Regions from separate parts of the Triticum aestivum genome. Here region 2 is linked to region 1. The links are chromatin contacts, called in public Hi-C maps. All regions are on one chromosome and are shown on one strand. Each heading gives the region's core, a stretch centred on a gene start, on an enhancer-like site or on the middle of the called end of the contact. The rest is flanking DNA. Distances are from core to core; before and after follow the strand shown. Region 1 has its middle 200 kb from the start of LOC123150114. Region 2 holds the start of LOC123150876 (alpha-1,3-arabinosyltransferase XAT3).

Evidence for each region. Hi-C and Micro-C count contacts between places; a contact is called where the count stands out from the background.
Region 2: a Hi-C map of leaf shows a contact between it and region 1, with 4 times the contacts expected there. The contact joins the promoter of LOC123150876 here to the enhancer-like site in region 1. A contact is called at or near these places in 2 of 5 Hi-C or Micro-C datasets (both in leaf).

Annotation. Positions count from the first base shown.
Region 1 is chr7A:213,395,740-213,399,020 of IWGSC CS RefSeq v2.1, reverse strand. No RefSeq gene overlaps it. Among protein-coding and RNA genes, the nearest start is that of LOC123150114, 200 kb to the right of the region's middle. Within about 2 kb of position 1,575, at least 2 of the 8 cell types and tissues checked have an H3K27ac peak or open chromatin away from gene starts, as enhancers often do. A contact at or near this core is called in leaf, where this site is marked.
Region 2 is chr7A:213,645,627-213,648,884 of IWGSC CS RefSeq v2.1, reverse strand. It overlaps LOC123150876 (alpha-1,3-arabinosyltransferase XAT3), which reads right to left and starts at 1,569. Exons shown (of 3, transcript XM_044570692.1): 1 at 1,171-1,569; 2 at 927-1,031; 3 at 1-584. The coding sequence starts at 1,291.

The DNA of each region.
Region 1 (3,281 bases), core at 326-2,825:
GACGGAGGAGGCTGCCTTGACGGCGTGGCAGAGTCCGTTCGGGTGGGCTGGGCCGCCGCCCACCTTCATTGACCTCACCGGCGCCGACAAGGGCAAGGGCAACGGCGAGGCCTAGGGTAGCGTGTAGGTGTGGGCTTTTTAACGTTTAATTAGTGTTTAAATGGACTTTGGCTAGCGACTGACTGGCTATTTATGTTTAATTATATTTATTTCCGCCGCGTGCTTTTGACAAAAGAATTTATGCGGGAAAATATGGGTTTGTCACACATTGAACACACCGACCAACTCAAATCAAAAACGGACACGCCTATCCACTTTGCCGATGCAAACAGACAAAAAGCAAACAAAATGTCAGTCCATTTGGGTCACCGCGTTGTGCTTGCTCTTACTGTTGTTAATTACACTGCTATTACTAGTACAGTATCTTGTGAGTTAAAAAAGCAGCAGTTTTTGTTGAGTATTATATCGACTAGCTGGTAGTAGTACTAGAAATAACAAGTCGGATCTCGCCAGAACAAGTCAGTGTCAGTGGAAGCAGCAGCAGTAGGCATAGCCAGGAGAAGAAACGCACGCGAGAGTGCAACACGGACCGAGCGGGCGGCTCCCCTGACGTGCGGCTCCTGCCGTTGTGGCGCTGCCATGTGGGCCTGTTTTCCGATGGGTCCATCAGTCAGTGGTCGAACGGCACCCTGCCGAACGGCAGAGGATCCTCGTCCCCGGCAAGTTGGCTTCGCGGCGTGTGCACAGGAAAAAGGACGCAAACAGTGGCCCCTCCAGCTGGACACGTGGTTGGCAGACGAGGCCGCTGGCGACACGGATGTTTACATCCGACTGTTTGGAAGGAGTTTCCTTGTGATATCCCCTTTGTTTAGAGTTGCTTTTGTATCCGTGAGTTCAGGTACCTCACATCTGGTTGTATGCAAGTTTTTTTTTTGACAAAGATATCCAAGGGTTTATATTGATCTAATATAAAATAGATTTCAAGTAAAATAATGGTCTTGTGTAAAAATTATGTACATTGCACGCGTGCATTTTACTAGTCTCCTAAATGCATGAGAAATTATCTAATAGTGTCAAATGCATGGCAACCACGCGACGGAGACAATTCATCATACTTAGTTGAGTTACGTCCACATCAGTATATGCCGTCGGCGTGCCGTAAATTCCATTCGAAAAATACCATTCGAAAGATCTTGGTCCTCCAAACTTAAAGATCTGTGCAGGAAAGGGACGGTTTGGACGTTTCCCGCATGTTGGCAGAGTTTGGTGGAATGTTAGCTTCGGTCGTTAGGCGACTGAAGGCTGCGTCTGCTTCGGCACTTCTGGTTCTGGAGCTCGGATAAATTACACGGAGCATGCAGGTGAAGTACTAGTTCCTACGAACCAGTCCCAACTCGTAAAACTTTCAGAAAAAAATTAAAATGCACTGGCCGTAAGACCTTTGGATGGACCGGCTGGTTTTCAGACGGCGACGTCCGGCGCTCAGTCGGCCGGCCCTTCCGTGCACTGCTGGGTTCCATGAGAGCTGATGGCGACACGAGTTTACCGGAGCTGTTGTAGACTCGGAGCGACGCACTTCACGTAGTTCTGTCGGTCGGAGCCTCGGCGGTTCTCTGAAACAGAGAAGGGCTTCAGTGTGTATGATATTGCCCGACTACAGACAACAGACTCCAGGAGCTGTTGCCTCATCTGACCTGCGACGCGTAGCGAGATTGCACGAGGTCGCTTTCAGTTAGTTGATCATTAACTGGTGGCCTCTTTATGGTCATGCGTTCTCATACGTGGTTCCACTGATTGTTTTGCGTGTCCTGAATACGGAACCTTCGTGTGTCTTCTGCATTGCCGTGGAACAAACCTCCAATGGTTCTTCGTCGATATGGAAATCCAGTACCAGATGCCTCAAGTGCATAAAGTAAAATGATTTTTGGTCAGATAATTTATCTGCATAAGTTGTAAATGCACATAAAAAATAGGAAAACAAAAATAAGTTTACATCAGGGCAAGACAGATAAAGCATAATGACTGACATTACCGTTATGAACGAAAACTTAGTGTCGATGCAGAATCTAACAAAGAGCCAATCAACATGAGCCATTGAGCAAGAAAGTTCTCAGGCTTCAGCTTGTTTTGAAATATAAGGTTGGCACTGAGCCACCTTCTTATTTACAAAAAAGAATGTCATATTGTACTCCCTCTGTCTCATAATATAAGATCATTTTTGACACCAGGAGTAATATCCAGTCCCTGGATTGATGCTTGCTTATGCTCCCACGAGTCATCAAGTTTAATAGTACTCCCTCCTTCCTAAATTATTTGTTTTATCTGCATGAGGACAAATATAAGACAAGTACGGTACACTCAAATGCGGACAGATTCATGTCGTCTAAATCCATGTTTCGCAGCTTAGAGCAATTGTGTAATCCGGGTCCACATACATCCACGGACGCGCCTGCGGACAATGACTAGATGTGACTTAATTTTTGCCATGTCCAACCATAAATTCTACATTCAAAACATCAAATACATTCAAATACATGCACGCTAATCATTTTGGAGGGTTAGTCCGTGTTAGGCTGGCAGAGTTGGTAAACACCAAAAAATATATTTGTACTTAAGATTTTTAGTGTAAATGTAACATCCGTGTTGGGCTGACGGGGTTGGAGTTTAGACCCACCTCGCCGCATGAGGAAGACACATCCAGCTTAAATAGCCGCGTCAATCAAAAGCGATTAGCTTCGGTCATCAATGCACTCTTTGTCAAGGATATAAAATGTTATTATAAATCTTCTATGTTCATAGTAACAGTTCATATCCCTCACAAAGCAAGCATTGATAGCCCTACTTTTTTTCAAGTGAAATCATTTTTGACTTTTTTATCCGAATCCGAAAGGAGTTCATCCATTTAGAGGCCGGATTCAAACGAAGATTCAAACTGACAGTTCATACCCTTCTCAAAGGGTACACTGATGGCCCTACTTTATTTCAAGTCCGACGACGGTGCCCGGTGAGGGTGACCTTGACTGGCAAGTGGGGGGATGAATATGGAAGAATTCACGCGGGCCTTAGCAGCCAGTACAACGTGGCGGGCGTGTCCGGGCGTCCCCGCATCTGTCTTAGATTTGGGCTGGATATGGGACTGCTGGTCAGCCCGGTCGTTTGGCCGATTATGAGGAGGCTAGTTGGGTGCTTTTTTTCGTCATGTCGGTGATCGGGTCAGCCCGTCTGAATGTTTTGGCGGATATGGTTGTAGATGCTCTTACAGTTAGTATCTATACCTATTA
Region 2 (3,258 bases), core at 320-2,819, 250 kb before region 1:
CGTCGGCCCGACCACGGCGCTCGGGTAGCACCGGACCTCGTCGTCCGCGTCGATGTCCACCACCTCGTACCGGCTCATCTGCTGGAAGATCTGGATGTACCTGCTTATCCACCACGACTTGTAGCTGCTCACCAGGAACTGGACCTCGCCGGCGAAGCGGTGGGCCGTGATGAAGGCCGGGATGAGCACGTCCGTGTAGTCGTGGAAGGGGTTGCCGGTGAACCCGCCCGTCGAGATCACGAAGGCGGTGGCCGAGCTGTTGGACGTGCACTTGGGCGCCGCGCCGTCGCCGGAGGGGAACGGCTTCAGGGACCACTCCTTGACGTGGGACAGCGCGTACGTGTCGTGCTTCCGGCAGTAGGGCCTGGTCTTCCACTCCCGCTCCAGCGTGTCGACGTAGATGGTCTGGCTTCTCCCCAGCAGGCGCACGTCGCCGGCCGCCTCGCAGGTGTCGGAGCGCCGGCTCGTCTCGTAGCACATCGGCTTGCTGGCATCAACGGCCACCGCGGCGTCTAAGGCCTGCTCGGTCTTGGGCTGAATTTCCTCATCCTTGGGCTGAGCTTCCTCCTCCTTGTCTTCCTCCACTGCAAGAAGAAAATCCAGTTCCTGGTGAGATCTGATGCCACCACACTCTTCACCGAATTATTTGGAACAAAAATCTTCAGTGTATAGCAGGGATAGTTTAGGACGAGCTGCTGCTAAATCCGTGGATGGTTCCATTGCTTCTCCTCTCCTCTCCTCTCCTTGTCTGATTTGAGGCTGAATCTCAGCAAAAGATATTACCAAAAGAAACCTGCCGGTAAAGAAATGCCAAGCAGATCTAGACACCCAACCACCCGCTGCATAAAGCGAGCGGCTTCCAATCCACTCACTAATCTTTCTAGACGATAGACACGCCGTGTACGAAGGCGGATAAGTTAGCTTACCGGCTACTGCGGCGGCCTCGTCGGCCTCCGCCGTGGCAGCCGGCTTGCTCACCACCACGGGCTTCGGATCCTCCACTTTGATGGTCTCCGCAACGGCCGTATTACCTGCAGAAACGCAGCGGCACCATGAGAGCGGTCAAACGGCAGCTCTGACGCCCTCAGATTTGCTCCCACCACTGGCCATGCCTCTGCATAGCCAGGAACAAAAGAAGAAAGAGCAAAAAAGAGCAGGCGATGGCGTTACCGATTGGGGAGAACCTGGCCCGGATGAGCGAGAGCGCGACGAGGGAGCAGAGCATGAGGGCCAGGAGAGCCACATTCCCGAACCTCCTCGGCTCGCCCCTCGCGGAGCTCCGGGACTTCATCTCCTCCGGGAGTAGGAGTAGTTCTTTGTCCGGCTGCACGGGTGATGTGAGGCGCTGGGACCTCCAGAGTCTTGCTACGGAGCTCGAGCCGAGCAGCTGATGTGTAAATCAGCGGGGGGTAAAGCGGGCGGCGGAAGCGGCGGCCACCGGCAGCGAGCCCGGTGGAGGGGGGAGAAAGGGGGGGAGTGGACGGAGGAGCAGAGCAAAAGCAGCAAAGGCGCAGCTGCTCATTTGTTTGGGAATAGTAGTGTTTTGTTTGGGAGTGCTGTGGTCGGTCGGTGTGTGTCTGCCTGTGCGCCACTGGTACTACCGAGCACGACTTTTCAGGGCGCCGTAAAATAGCAGCCGCTGCTTCAGACACAGTTTTTAGTTACCCTAACTTGCTTTAATTAGAGATTGTCTTTTGGTGATAATTTTGTTGTCACCACTGTACCAGTAATCTGTTAATTCTCGAGACACGCTAGACTAGACTCTATGGCGAGACATTTGTGATCTGAGTGTCGGTGCGGTGTCAGTGCTAGTAGTAGGAGATCACTGATTGGGATGGGCCTTGCAGCGGGCAGCGGGAGTACTGTAGGGGTACATGCATGCTCTTTGGTCCCACTCAACGGCAGAATTCGTGTTAGACACAGAACTCCGAGTCCTTGTACATCGTAGTATTTCATACTCCCTTCGCATACGTTTTCTAAGGCTAGTTTTAGCCTACTATAAAACGTTTTATATTTTATTAATACAGAGGTAGTAGTACCCAGCAGATCACCAGTAAAGACATCTCCAACACCAACACTTAAACAGCCCGCATATGTTCGGACCGTGCGGTCTCAAAGTGTTGTGTCATCCAATATGGGCATGTAACCGTCCGCCGAGCGATCCGGACGCAGTTTCTCTCGTAAACATGAGACAAACTAGGGGCTTGCGGACATTCACACCACTGTCACGCTCACTTAAATGCATCACTGAGATTCCTTTTCTGCAAGGTTCTCTCCTAGCCCACACTCTCTCCTCGTGCCGCTGGCCACCAGCCCGGTCGCTGCCCACTCCGGGCTCCGGCCGCCACCCCCTCCCACCCGCCATGGGCCCGCCGCGCTTCCCCAGATCCAGCGCTTGCGGCAGTCCCCACGCGCCCTCCCCTTTCCCCAGCAGTTCGTCCATGGTGCCAGATTCAATGCCAAGCCTGAGCCCCCCCCCCCCCCCCCCGTCCGGGATCCGCGTGTTGCGCCTCGAATCCTGCTTCGGGGCAAGGGATCTGGCTGCGCCCCATCCCCTCGAGCTATAGATCCGGAGGGCTTTCCCATTTCAGGCAGGCAGCGGCTTAAATCGATAGTGGTGGTGCCTGAAGCTGCTGCCGATCTTTCCTCCCCGGTGGTGGACGGTGGCTACTGTTAATTAATCTGTGGTGGACGGTGGCCGAGCTATAATAATAATAAAAATAAAATAAAATAATAAATAATAAAAATAATTAATTAATTAACTTAATTAATTCTGATTAAATTAACTAACTAAGATTAATTAATGTAATGATTAATTAACCTAATTAACTACTGTTAATTAACTAACAGAGAATGACAGGAGGAGCCCACCCCCTGTTGACAGGTCAACGTTGACTGGTCAACTGGGACCCCCTGGCCCACCTGTCGGCCACTGGGTACACCTTTGTGTACACAGTGCTGGGTGCACATAGCATCTTAACCTTTATTTTTGAATTAGTAATAATTTCAAAATATTGTTTAAAACTTTGAAAATTCATATAAAATAAACCGCAACTCGGATGAAAATGTTTTCTATGTGAAAGTTGCTCAGAAAAATCCAACGATTTCGAATACGCGGTCCGTTCATCTGTCACATGCCCCTAGCATGCTGAACATGGAACATTCCCCCTCCGGTCATCTGTCTGACACAGGTCCGGAACCGGGAAAACGTTCCCGGTTGAATCCCCCCTTCACCTATATCGTGTAGCCATACGTTAG